Regions from separate parts of the Mus musculus genome. Here all the other regions are linked to region 3. The links are chromatin contacts, called in public promoter capture Hi-C maps. All regions are on one chromosome and are shown on one strand. The core of a region is the stretch at or near the end of the contact, and the rest is flanking DNA. Distances in the headings are between cores, read along the strand shown.

Region 1 (4,245 bases), core at 43-2,542, 160 kb after region 3:
TCCATGCAAAAACTAAAAGCTCAAAATTCACCTGCAGCCCCTGTCCATAGGCAGAAGACACAGTGGGGTCAGAATTCGTCATTCTCGACTATACAGAAAGTCTGCAGCTAGCTTAGGGTGGTGAGACCTACCGTAACAAAAGTGAAACACACACACACACAGAGTTTTGTTTTGTTAAACAGTGTTTCTATGTGTAGCCCTGGCTGGCCTCCAACTCAGAGAATCACTTGCCTCTGACTTCCAAGTGCTGGGATCAAAGGTGTGTGCCACCACCTGGCTAAAGCTAATAGTTTTTTAAGATGAGATTTTTAAACAAATAAAAAAATATGAGGCCAGGGCTGGAGAGATGGCTCAGCGGTGACGAGCACTGCCCGCTCTTCCAAAGGCCTTGAGCTCAATTCCCATAGTGGTGGCTCACAACCATCCGTGATGGGTTCTGATGCCCTCTTCTGGTGTGTCTGAAGACAGCTACAGTATACTCATATACATAAAATAAATAAAAGCCATTAGCATTGCACTGCATGAGGGCCTATTAGTCACGTTTAAGCATCATTTAGATGAACCTCGAGACACATATTCCTCAATTTCCATAAATAAAAATCTCTACCTTTGCCTGGTGGCTTACACCTGCCATTCCAGTATTTGGGAAGCTGAAGCAGGAGAACTGCAGAAACTTCAAGACCAGCTTGGGCTTCACAGTGAACCCCAGGGCTGTGAATGGGCCTCAGTCCGTAGAGTGCTAGCTTAGCGTGCACGAGGCTCTGTGTTCCATCCCCAGCACTGCTTTACGGAAGTAATGCATGCCCTGTCACCCCAGGATCAACGTTCAAAGTCATCCTTTGCTACGTAGTGAGTTCGAGTCCAGCTTGGGTTACACAGGACACGATCTCAAAAAAAAAAAGAAAGAAAGAAAGAAAAAGAAAAGAAAAGAAAGAAAGAAAAACAGAATATCTAGCTTCAAGAAGGAAAGGGGAAATCTGCGCTCCTGGGGACATCTGCACCTTCTCTGTCCCCTAGACCCAGGTCGAACCCAGGGTTCCTGGAGCTCGGCCCGCCCTCACGTCTACGCGCGCGTTACTATGGCTGCAGGCTCACCACGGCAGCTCGTAGTGGCCGGCGGTCTTGCTGGGGACAGGCGAGGGCTCCTGCGCCCCACTCTCGGATGGGTCACAGCCACTCTCCTGAACCTCCATTCCGGTGGCTGCTCTTCCCGCCACCCGAGGCCCCGCCCCATGCCGCTTTGACGGAAGTCTGGGTCCTGGTTTCCGGGCAACGCCGAGAGGAAAGCGGAAGTGCGTTATAGAGGCGGTGAATCTCTTCCTGCGCCTGCGCAGAGAGCACCGCGTAGCCATCCCTGGCCGCTAGAGGCCGCAGTGATCTCAGGAGCTGGCGTTTGAGAGGCGGGGGGGGGGGGGGGGGAGACATTTTATTATATCTTATTTAATTGTGACATTAAATAAGATAAAATAAAATCATTTCATTTCTTTTTACTTTCATGGACTTTTATTTTTTTTGAGACAGGGTTTCTCTGTGTAGCCCTTGACTGCTCTGAAACTCACTGTGTAGACCAGGCTGGTCTTGATTTCAGAGATCTGCCTGCCTCTATCTCTTGTGTGTGCCACCAATGCCTGGCTAAAATAAGGTTTTTTTTGTTTTGTTTTGGTTTTGGTTTTTCGAGACAGGGTTTCTCTGTGTAGCCCTGGCTGTCCTGGAACTCACTTTGTAGACCAGGCTGGCTTCGAACTCAGAAATCCGCCTGCCTCTGCCTCCCAAGTACTGGGATTAAAGGCGTGGGCCACCACGCCCGGCTAAATAAGTATTTTTAAAGAGATGCTTTCTAGGCCCAGGTTTGGTGGCACAGGTCTTTAATTCCAGTACTTGGGAGCAGAGGCACATGGATCTTTGTAAGTTCAAGGCCAGCCAGAGCTATGTACTATCACAAATTTCAGAGCTATCACAAAAATTAAACAAAAAAACAAAAAAAATACAACAATAACAAAACTAAAGATACTTTCTGGCCAGGTAAAGTAACACACACCTGTCATTCTTTTTTTTTTTTTTTTTTTTTTTTTTTTTTAATCATATGTGAGTACACTGTAGTTGTCTTTAGACACCTCAGAAGAGAGCATCAGATCTCATTATGGATGGCTGTGAGCCACCATGTTGTTGCTGGGACTTGAACTCAAGACCTTTGGAAGAGTAGTCAGTGCTTTTAACCACTGAGCCATCTCTCCAGTCCCACACCTGCCATTCTTACACTACTAACAAGCCGGGCAGGAGGAGAGTGAGTTCTGGGACTAGAAAAGGGAGACTCTGTCTCAACAAAGCAACTACAACAAAAAAAGCTGACATGACACATACCTGTAGCTTCAGCACTTGAAAGACAGATGCCAGCCTGGGGTACATGAGATTCTTAAAGAAATAATAGGGCATGGGTCAGAAGCCTGGGTTCCACCAGTATCAACGAGGAAAAAAAAATGGTTTTCTCCAAGGTGGCATTTTCAAGGTTTAAGGCTGGTGATTTCCAAGCAGGCTCGCCCTACCGTTAGCAACCTCAGCAAACTGCTTATTTTCGTAGTCTGCCTGCCCAGACACATCCCACGGAGTGCCTCTGGTAAGCACAAAGGTTTTTATTTGAACTCTTTGGCTAAACATTAGCAGTTTTTTAATTGCTTTCCTTGCTTTTTGTTATTGTTGCTGTTGAGAAGGTGTCTCTGTAGCCCTGGCTGACCTGGATGTGTGAACCAGGCTGGACTTGAACCAGGGGAGATCCCCCCACCCCTGTCCTTGGAATGCTGAAATTAAAGGCTGTGCCACCACTTCTGGTCATGCTTTGTTGTTGTGTTCCCTCTTTAGCAATAAGAAAACAAGGAGAGAACTTTTACTGATGGGCACAGAGGACGGATTTTATGTCCCTGGATGTGGGGTGACCTTTAAGACCTCAGCTGTGGGTGGCTGATCATTGAGCCTTTCTTTCCTTTGGTTTCTGGTCTGTTGACATTTCCTCAGTGAGCATGTCCCTGCTGACAGCGCTGGGACCTCTTCATCTACAGAGCCACAAGAGACCAGTTGCACCCAACTTGGGTAAGATGTGTCTTATGAATCCCTGAGCAAATGATTGATGGGAGACAGAGACAAGAATGTTCTCTCTCTCTCTCTCTCTCTCTCTCTCTCTCTCTCTCTCTCTCTCTCTCTCTCTCTCTCTCTCTCTCTCCTCTCTGTTGTTTCAAGATAGGGCCCCACTATGTAGCCCTGCTTGTCCTGGAACTCACTATGTAGACCAGGCTGGCCTCGAACTCACAAACATCCACCTGCTTCTGCTTCCCAAGAGCTGAAATTGAAGGCACTGCAACACCCAGGTCTTGAACTTCTGAACCCCCTGCCTCTACCTCTGGAATGCTGGGATTGCAGACACGCATCCATGCTCAGTGTATGCAGTGCAGGGGACGGACCCAGAGCTTCCAGCATCCTCAGAGGAGACTGAGAGGCCAGTGCAGCCTGACCTCAGCTTCAGGCTTGTCCTGCCTGTAGCAGCACCACCACTTGGAGTATTTCAGTATGGTAGGCTTGTTTGTATTTAATTTCTTGTTTTCTAGGATCTACCTATCTATTGATTTTTACCCCCTTCTCAGCAAAGCTTAATGGTTTCTGAAGAAGACCTTGTCAGTTTCTTTTCTTTTCTTTCCTTCCCTCCTTCCTTCCTCTTTTTCTAGTTTACGTGGTGTGATATGTCATTGATATGTTTTGCAAACAGTATCAATGACAGGTGTCCCTGGAGGCCAGAAAAAGGCATTAGAGCCCCCGAGATTGGAGTGACAGACAACTGTGGGCTGAAATATAGATGTTAGGCCTCGAACCCTGGTCCTCTAGAAGAGCAGCCAGTGCACTTAACCGCTGAGCCGTCTCTCCTGCCTGATCTTGTCAGGTTCTGATGATGCTTTAAAAGTCTGTACATCTTCACTCACAATTTTCCTTCTAGAGACTCCTCTCACAGAAATGTTTGCCTAGGGTTGGTAAGATGGCTCAGTTGGTCAAGGGGCTTGCCAACAACCTTGATGGACCCAAGTACAGTTCTCAGGACTCACATGGTTGGAAAGAGAGGACCAACTATTGCAAGTTATCTTCTGACCAGCATAGTGTGCTATGGGCATACACACCATACCACACACACACACACACACACCCCACACACACCACACACACATACCACACACACACACCACACACCACACACACCACACACAC
Region 2 (4,498 bases), core at 1,211-3,710, 240 kb before region 3:
AACAAACAAACGAAAGAGAAAGAGAGAAAAGAAAAGGAAAATAAAGAAAAATGAAGTTGGTCAGTGGTGACACACACCCTTAACCCTAGCACTAGGGAGGCAGAGAGGCAGGCGGATCTCTGAAAGTTTGAGGCCAGCCTGGTCTACAGAGTGAGTTCCAGGACAGCCAGGGCTACACAGAGAAACCCTGTCTCAAAGGAGAAAAGAAAAGAAAAGAAAAGAAAAGAAAAGAAAAGAAAAGAAGAGGAAAAGAAGAAAGGAAAGGAAAGGAAAGGAAAAAGGAAAGGAAAGGAAAGAAAAAGGGAAAGGAAAGAAAAGAAAAAAGGAAAGGAAAGAGAAAAGAAATTTCTAAGTGTTAGAGAGGCCAACCTTGAACTACATTTCCACCTACACTTTCCAGACGATGTCACCCTTTTAAAGCCTAGGAAGCCAGGGACCTGTCCCCCTCCAAGAGCCCCGCCTCAGTTCCCTTTACCTTGTCCAAGAGGTGCCTCCAGTCTCAATATTGTTTAAAGCTGGGTCCCTCCCTCCCTTGAGGGCACTGGGAAGAAGGTGGGGTGGCCTTTCCCCTCATCTCTCCACCTCCAAGTCAGAAGACTTTGCCAAATGTCCCTTTTAGGTGTCCCCCAACACTCCCAGTGCTGGGAATGGAACCCAAGCCCCATGCATGCTACACAAGTGTCCTACCACTGAGCCACATCCCCACCGTCTGTCTGAATGGCAGTCCTTTAGGTGAGGCATTTGGTCTGAACAATAGGTCTTTTTGTTCCACGTCTCCAAATATGAAATCTCGGTAGAGAATGTAATTCTTTAGCTTGCACATCAGCTACCCCAAATGCCCGGAGCAAGGCTGTGGATACAAGCACAAACCAACTAGGCTGTCCCAGAGAAGAGTCCCTGTGTTCTTCCCCTTGCCCCTCTCCAGCAGAGTTCCTCATACGCCCTCTGGCTGGATTGCTAGATAAACCTCGCTCGCCATAGGGTCTGTGGAGATCAGTGCTGGGATATCTCCCAAGTGTTACCCACCTAGTGAGCACAAAAACTCATGTGTACCCCCACTTTCTCCTTACTCAACCTGTGAAGCTGTTTAAAGCTCGCTGCCCGTGATGAGGGCTATTCGAGGGACAGTCCCCAGCAGGTGCCCCGTAGGGGAGGTGGTAGCCTGTGCGGTGGCGTTCAGGATAAGGAAGCTCCAGCGACTGCAAAAAACGAAAGACTTTTATTGAAAAATATGAAATGGCCCGTTTCATGGTTTGCCTGTCTCTGCCCACTGTGAGCTTCTGCGGGGCTGGCAAGTAGCTGCAGTGGCCACCCCAGCCCAGTTCTTGGGAAGGGCGAGGTTTCTTTGTCCATTCGGCTTGGACAGTTCCTAGGCCCGGTAGTCAGGTGGCAGCCGGAGAAGGGGAGATGCCAGCCTGTCTGTCCTCTTCCAGCCTAGCAAGCAGACTGTGTGTCGTCTGTCACCATCTGGAAGGTGGGGTGGTCTCAGACGCGAGGCTGCACGCTGGACGGGTGGGGTTCATCGACTGCTGGTAGTGGTGACGGTACGGTCTGCGTGCACCCGGCCCCTCAGACGTAGTCCTTGCGGTCGTAGGCGGTGCCGGTACCGGTGCCAGGGCCGGTGGATCGCGGCGCAGAATAGAGGATCTTGGTGGGTGCATACTTGTCGCGCGGTGGGCAGGAGCAACACAGCAAGGCGCCCCCTAGCAACTGCAGCGCGGCGGCAGCCCAGCCCACGTACAACCCAGCTCCCATCTCCCGCTTCTGGGCCTCGGGCACCAACGGGTTATAGAAATCCCTGATGATGGTGTTGGCCGACCAGGACACCGGTACTAAGGTGAGCAGAGCCGCCAACAGGAAAAGCACTCCCGCCACGATGGTGATCTTGGCCTTGGCCGTCTCGTCTTGTACGCAGTTGGTACACTGGGCGCCCACGAGCGCCACGAGGAGCCCGAAGGCGGCCAGCAGGATGGACACCACGATGAGGGCTCGGGCGGCCTGCAGGTCCTGCGGCAGGGCCAGCAGCGAGTCGTACATTTTGCACTGCATCTGACCGGTGCTCTGCACCACGCAGTTCATCCACAGGCCCTCCCAGGTGATCTGCGCCGTGATGATGCTGCTGCCGATGAAGGCCGAAACGCGCCACATGGGAAGGGCGCAGCACACGATGGTGCACAGCCAGCCCAGCACGGCCAGCGACGTGCCGGTGATCTCCAGGCCCATGGACATGGCTGCTGGACTTGAACCGGCTCGGCCGGGCAGCTCAGGGGACTGGGAGACCAGGGATCGCGGCCGCTGGACCTGGGAATCAACTGCCCTTCGAAAACTGACGGACGTCTGTCGCCGGGAACGACGGGTGGGTGGCAAAGGACGGAGCGCGCTTAACGGCTCCTCTCCTGGGGCTCGCACAGAGACTGCCCCTGCACCTGCCTGTGGCTTTGGAGACTGGCTTCTGAGACTGGGTTGGCTCTGGGATGGGGTGGGTTGGACTTAGCTTGGTGCCTAGAGGAGGAGGGTGGAGCTCGCTCTTCTGGCCCAGGGGACAGTGACGTGTGTCCCGTCCAGTCCGGTCCGTCCTCCCCAACCCCCTTCACCATAGGAGAAAGGATTTGGCTAGAACCTCAATGCTGAAGTGTATGTGTTGTGTGTGGCGGGGGTGGGGGTGGGGTGGGAGAGTGTGTATCGAAGGAGGGCGGGGTCGTCTAAGCTCCCTCCCTTCCCAACCTCCCCAAGCTCCTTAAGCATAACGAATTCTCTAGAGCTATACAGAGTGGGAGGGGCGCTTCAAGGATTTGAAGTGCAAATCACCAATTGTAAACTGCTTGACTCTCTTGTCCCCCACCTCCGTCTTCTTTAGCGCGGGAGGCGTAGGATGGAGGCGCGGCCAATTCCTCTGGACAACCCGGACTGGGAGGACCTAGGTGGGGGCGTGGCTGAGGCTGTTTGTCGCCGTAGGTGGATGGAATTGTAGCACCTGCTCCAAGTCCCTCAGGCTTTGACACAAGCACTCTGGCCTTGTCCAAGTGCAACCTGATATACAGAACTCTGAAACCAGGGACAACGACCACCTGCAGAGCCCACTCTGCACCTCAGGGACCGGTGTTGAGTTCAAATTCTTGTCCAGCACCCTCATGTGACCTGGGCTGGTGGCAAGCCTACATGGCTTAGCTCAAATGCCCGCCCACCTAGAAGCTGCTTTCCCCCACGGAGGTTCTCTAGATGGAGTCTTGTTTTCTTTCCTTTGGGGGTGGGGGCGGGGCAGAGTGAGTACCAGGGTGAGTGAACAGTGGGAAAGAGATTTGATACACATGAGAAAAAAAAAAGACGTCTAGCCAGGTGTGTTGGCTCCTGCCTGAGGCTGAGGCAAGCAGACAGCTGTGAGTTCAAGGCCAGATACAGCGAAACTGTGTCTCACAACTCCTGTGCAGAAGCCCTGTGCAGCATGCCATGCCTGTAGTCCCAGAGCTTGGGAAAGTGGAGGCAGGCAGGAGTTCAAGACCATCTTGGCGACACGGAGAATTCAAAGCCAGATGGGCTACATGAGACCCTGGCTCAAACAAGCTACAAAGTAACACCAAAAAAGCCCCCAAAACACCAATTCCTTTTGCCTCCGGACACTGACTCCCCTGCCGCACACCTTGGGGTGGCGCATGCTCCGACTTCTCCCGTTGCCTCTTCCCTTCACCTCAGCTAGGATACAGCTCTTTTGGTTTAGTTTCCTATACATCCTCTTCGAGGACCCGTGCTTGGGGTCCTTTCTCCATGAGACACTCCTACAGCTCTCCGCATAGCTCACTGACCTCGCTTCATAGTTTCAGAGGCTGGAGATGGAGCTCAGTGGCTAGAGTGCTTGGCCAGCCTGCACGAAGCCTCTGGTCTGTCCCTGGCACGGAATAAACCCTAATAGATGGATGGCACTTCAGCAAGCACCACACCGAGATCCTCCCCAGCTGATTTGGAGGTCAGTGTGGGTGGCTTGGAACCCTGCACCCAAATAGAAACAGGACAACAAAATCGTCCCAGCTTCTTACCCACAATGCCACGTTCTTTTTCTGTTTTGTTTTGTTTTGTTTTGTTTTCGAGACAGGGTTTCTCTGTTGTAGCCCTGGCTGTCCTGGAACTTGTGCTGTAGACCAGGCTGGCCCGGAACTCACAGATCCACCTGCCTCTGCTTCCCATGTGCTGGAAGCACTGTTCTCTTTGCCACTTTGATACCTTTGTTTTCTTTCATATTTGACATTATCTAAAGTGGCCTCTGGCTTTCCTTTCTTCCCCCCTCCCTCCTTTTCTCTCCCTGCTTTCCTTTTTTCTCTCCCTCCCGCTCCCTCCTCCCGGTCCCCCCCACCCCGCCCCCTCCACTCCTCCCCGCCCCAGGGTGGCCTTAAACTCCAGGTTGTTTTGCCTCCCCTGCACAAGTGGCAAGCTTCTTTGTGAGAGAGGCCACGCTTGGTTTCTCATTTATTTGTTTCTTTGTCTCTGCTCCGGTCTGTTACCACCA
Region 3 (4,142 bases), core at 1,238-3,737:
GATGGGGGAAATTGTCTAAGATCTCAGACTGACACAGTAGAGGCTCTGTTGAGCCAGACAGCTACACCACAAACGGGGGCAGAGATTGTAGACCTAGCTTCAGCCATGATACTGTTGGTACCAAATGGATACAGAACACTTCTGGGCTCAGGGTAGAAACGTGTGCCCAAGCTTTCCTTGTCTTTGTGCTGAGTTTCCTAGTTAAGGATAGCTGGCATCAGCAAACAGATGAGACAAGCGAGCTCTACAGAGGTACACAATTATCCCAATGCTCAGGAGGCTGAGTCAGGAGGCTCTGGGGTTCAAGGCCAGCCTGGGTTATATAGTGAGACTGTGAGCATCTTGGAAGAAATGGAGGAAGAGAGGAACGGGAGAGAGGGAAAAAGAAGTAAGGAAAGAGAGAAGGGAGGGGAAAGGAGACAGAAGGAGAAAGGCAGGAAGGAAGGAAGAAAGGAAGGAAGGAAGGAAGGAAGGAAGGAAGGAAGGAAGGAAGGAAGGAAGGGGGAAGAATGAAGAGGAAGACATAGGAGGGGGAGAAAGGAAAGAGTAAAGGGAATTATGGGGAAGAAATAGAAGGAAGGAGAGAGGAAATGAAGGAGGATAGAAAGAAGAGAGAAGGAGGAAGAGGAAGAAAAGTAGGAGAGGGAGAAGAGGAAAAAGAGGAGGAGGAGGAAATGAAGGAGAAGAAAAGAAGAAGGAGGAGGAGGAGAAAGAGAAGGAGGAGGAGGAGGAGAAGGAGGAGAAGAAGAAGGAGAAGGAGAAGGAGAAGGAGAAGGAGGAGGAGGAGGAGGAGGAGGAGGAGGAGGAGGAGGAGAAGAAGAAGAAGAAGAAGAAGAAGAAGAAGAAGAAGAAGAAGAAGAAGAAGAAGAAGAAGAAGAAGAAGAAGAAGAAGAAGAAGAAGAAGAAGAAGAAGAAGAAGAAGAAGAAGAAACACAAGAGCACCAAGACAAGAGAACCAAAAATTAGCCCAGGTCCACCTAAGCCACCTGCCTTTGATCTCCCACCCCCACCTCCGCCAATGCTGTCATCTCTGCAGACTCCTCTATGCCCTGTACTGTATAAGACATCTGATAAGACATCTTTAACTCACCCCTCTGCACCACCCCCTACAAGAGAAAGACTCTAGGACCTATGGCCTAGACTTTTTCTTCTAACCAACTATGACCTGTATACAGCAAGCAACCATCTCCCTCTCCTGTCCTACAGTACTCCACATACACTCAGGAGTCTGAGAATGACATAATCTTTCTCTGACCTACACTTCACATTCCTTAAAGCCTTACAGGATCTCCATATGCTCAGGGACAGGGTGGCCAGGGCACTGATCGCAAGCTTTCCTGGAGGGCTCTCTGCTGGTTCAGCATAGGCTGCCCCCTTCTGGCCAGTAGAGGAATAGCATCATCAAGCCTTCCCAGAGCCTCCAAGAGAATCAGTTTCCAGATGCAAGTGAGAGCATTGGACAGGTGGTGAACAAGCAAGAAGGAGAATACTGAGTTAATAGTCACCTGCACAGAGCTCCCACCTCCATGTTCCCTACCAGGCACCTAAGACCCAGTATGACCTCTGTTGGACACTGTGCCTTGCTCAGGGGCGGTGCAAAGCTGTGCTCGTGGCCCTTACAGAACCAACCAACACCTTATGCAAGGATCATCTTTGAGCCCTAGGGAGACACTAAATACATGGCTCTCACTCCCAAGCCACTCGCCTGACCTCAGCCCCTTGGTCTCTGCAACCATAGACCCATAGATCCAACACCCTTTCCCAGGCTTCAAACAGATGGCTAAGACCTGTCTCAACCATGATGAACTAGATCGTATGTCAAGGTCTCTAATCTGTTCCTAAAATGCCCCCACGGTACCATGTCTATCCTATTCTCTCTCCCAGACAATTCTGCTCGCAGACCTTGAACTCTATAGGCAGACTCCCTTAGCCCCATCAACCTACCTAACCCAGTTTTGGGTAAAGCCTGTCTCTAGCCAGGCTTGGGGGTGTTGGGGTGTCTGCAGGACCAGGGTGGGAGCTGAGGCGCGGGACAGCTGGCCTGTGTCCCCACACTGGGCCTGGGGCCCAGGCAGAGGGGCGGGGGCCTGGCTACTCCAGCCTTGGCTAGGGCTGGGATTTTTTGGCCGGGCTGCCTGGGCCCTCCCTCCTGCTTCCTCTCCAGAGGGCTGTCCTGGCAAAGGCCCCCCTTGCACTTTCTGGCGGGAACAGGGCCAGGAGCAAGCAAACAGCTACAGAGGGAAAGCGGGAAAGCGATGGGGGGGGGGGGGGGCAGAGCACGCGCGCGTCAGTGTGTGTGTGTGTGTGTGTGTGTGTGTGTGTGTGTGTGTGTGTGTGCAGGAAAATAGACCCATAGTCGAGGCAGATTCAGCCTAGGAGGCTTGCAAGTCTGGCCTTTCGTAATTGCCCCCTCCCCCGCGGCCCCCTCCCCCAGCTCCCCCTCCTCCCGCCCTCCTCTCACCCGCCCTCTCTCCCTCCCTCCTTCCCTCACAGCAGCCTACCAGGCAGCAATTACGCTTTGGGGATAAAACGAGGCGCTGAGAGCAGGCTGGGGCAGTCCTCCCCGAGATGGCGGGTCTGACAGCGGTAGTCCCGCAGCCTGGCGTCTTGCTGATCCTCTTGCTCAACCTCCTCCATCCCGCGCAGCCTGGAGGTAAGGGGCCCCTCGCCGGTCCCACGCTGCCCCTCGCTGGTCCCACGCTGTCCACAATCTGCGGGACCCTGCCGGCCAGGTGGCAAGACTGATGGGGAATCCCGGAGATGGATGAGCCCTTCAGCTCCAGATCCCCCCTCCTCGAGACAGGGAGGGTTCTGGGAACTGTCTCCTCTTGGGAGCCAGCTCCGTGTTAGGGGTCCTGTCAAAGCTACACTCCCGCCAGTCAGGATGGTCCCTACCTCCTGTCCAAGCTCGAAGGGGTCCTCTGAGTCACCTGAGTACTTTCCAGTGGTGGTGGCAGTTTGCATACCTGTGCACACCTGTGTACATACCAGCCTGGGGAGAGACAATCCTGGTTTGTCTTTGCTTGGAGATGTTCGGATTCTGTGTGTGTGTGTGTGTGTGTGTGTGTGTGTGTGTGTGTGTGTGTGTATGCGCCCGTGTGTGTTTCATACTATGTTGCACAGGTGTCAGTGTGAGGTTCTAGCCAAGCATGTCCCTGAAGGAAATGTGTCTGGGATGGTATGAAGGTCTGTTCACAAGTCCGTTCCTAGACAGATGGAGGTACAGGGAGGCAAACCGTGAAGTTGTGTGATGGGATCTGCCAAAGTCCAACACCCAGCTGGGCGTGGTGAGCCACACCTGTGACCCCCAACATGTAAGTTCAAAGCCAACCAGACCCCGTCTCAAGAGCAACCAGGAGGGTTGAGGACGTCCCTGTTGATGGAAGGCATGCTAAACATTCTCAAAGCTCTGAGTAAACTAGGTGGGCGTGGTGACACATACCTGTGTGGTGGTCATCGGAGGATCAGGAATTCAAGACATCATTGGCTACCTAGTGAGCCATTTGGGTTCTATCAGGCTGTCTTAAAAAAAAAATGTCCTAAAGACGTCTGGTGCCCAGGTGTAGGACGTCACTGTGTGTGTGTGAGCGTGAGCGAGTCCATGCCTGTATGAGGGTTTGCTGAGATGGAATACAGGCCAGAGCGTGAGCTGGGGAAAGTGCCCATCTCCTGGCAATCAGGACATGGCTGGTATCAGAGGCTGAGCCTCAAGGTATCCTTTTGGTCATCTGATATGTATCCTGACCGGGCATGTTGGGTTATGGGGAGGAAGGAGTCTGCTCCCAGATGAAAGGTGCATCCAGCTGTGGGGAAAGAGGTGTGAACCTATGAACCATCTGCTGGGGTCTGGTTTCCCTAAGAGACCTCATTGTTGTGGGAACCTGAACTTGGACTGGGGACAGGAGGCTACAGGGCGGGGTTGGACAGGGCTGTGGTCAGAGACTGAATAAGAACAGCATCTGTCCCATGAGACTTACTTGCTGGGGGCTAGGAGCCCACTGTAGAACAAGAGTTCCAGGGCTGGAACGAGACTGAGGTTTGTGGGTACCAACGGGAGGACCCATTAAAGAGCAGTGTCTCTGGGTCACCTGACCCTCCTGCCCCAGATGTGGTCTCGTAACATTTGCCCACCCTTCTCCCTG

The links. Promoter capture Hi-C pulls out the DNA fragments that hold promoters and counts their contacts.
Region 1: a promoter capture Hi-C map of liver shows a contact between it and region 3, with 2.3 times the contacts expected there. The contact joins the promoter of Rfc2 here to the promoter of Eln in region 3. A contact is called at or near these places in 6 of 39 promoter capture datasets (the 3T3-L1 cell line, cranial neural crest, embryonic stem cells and 2 more), 1 of 115 datasets of contacts at active chromatin or transcription factors (embryonic stem cells) and 2 of 9 other capture datasets (adipose tissue and pancreatic islet).
Region 2: a promoter capture Hi-C map of stem cell-derived epiblast-like cells shows a contact between it and region 3, with 4 times the contacts expected there. The contact joins the promoter of Cldn3 here to the promoter of Eln in region 3. A contact is called at or near these places in 18 of 39 promoter capture datasets (the 3T3-L1 cell line, 3T3-L1-derived adipocytes, the C10 cell line and 12 more), 9 of 484 Hi-C or Micro-C datasets (the AML12 cell line, B cells, the C10 cell line and 4 more), 3 of 115 datasets of contacts at active chromatin or transcription factors (embryonic forebrain, epiblast stem cells and forebrain) and 1 of 9 other capture datasets (adipose tissue).

The regions. Positions count from the first base shown.
Region 1 is chr5:134,579,737-134,583,981 of GRCm38.p6, reverse strand. Rfc2 (replication factor C (activator 1) 2) reads right to left here and starts at 1,292. Exons shown (of 11, transcript NM_020022.2): 1 at 1,096-1,292. The coding sequence starts at 1,193.
Region 2 is chr5:134,984,176-134,988,673 of GRCm38.p6, reverse strand. Cldn3 (claudin 3) reads right to left here and starts at 2,460. Exons shown (of 1, transcript NM_009902.4): 1 at 1,198-2,460. The coding sequence starts at 2,229. The coding sequence ends at 1,570. Wbscr25 (Williams Beuren syndrome chromosome region 25 (human)) reads left to right here. Exons shown (of 5, transcript NR_026907.1): 5 at 1,084-1,241.
Region 3 is chr5:134,745,668-134,749,809 of GRCm38.p6, reverse strand. Eln (elastin) reads left to right here and starts at 2,487. Exons shown (of 37, transcript NM_007925.4): 1 at 2,487-2,653. The coding sequence starts at 2,569. It overlaps Gm30003 (a long non-coding RNA gene), which reads right to left and starts at 4,098. Exons shown (of 4, transcript XR_868587.3): 1 at 2,502-4,098.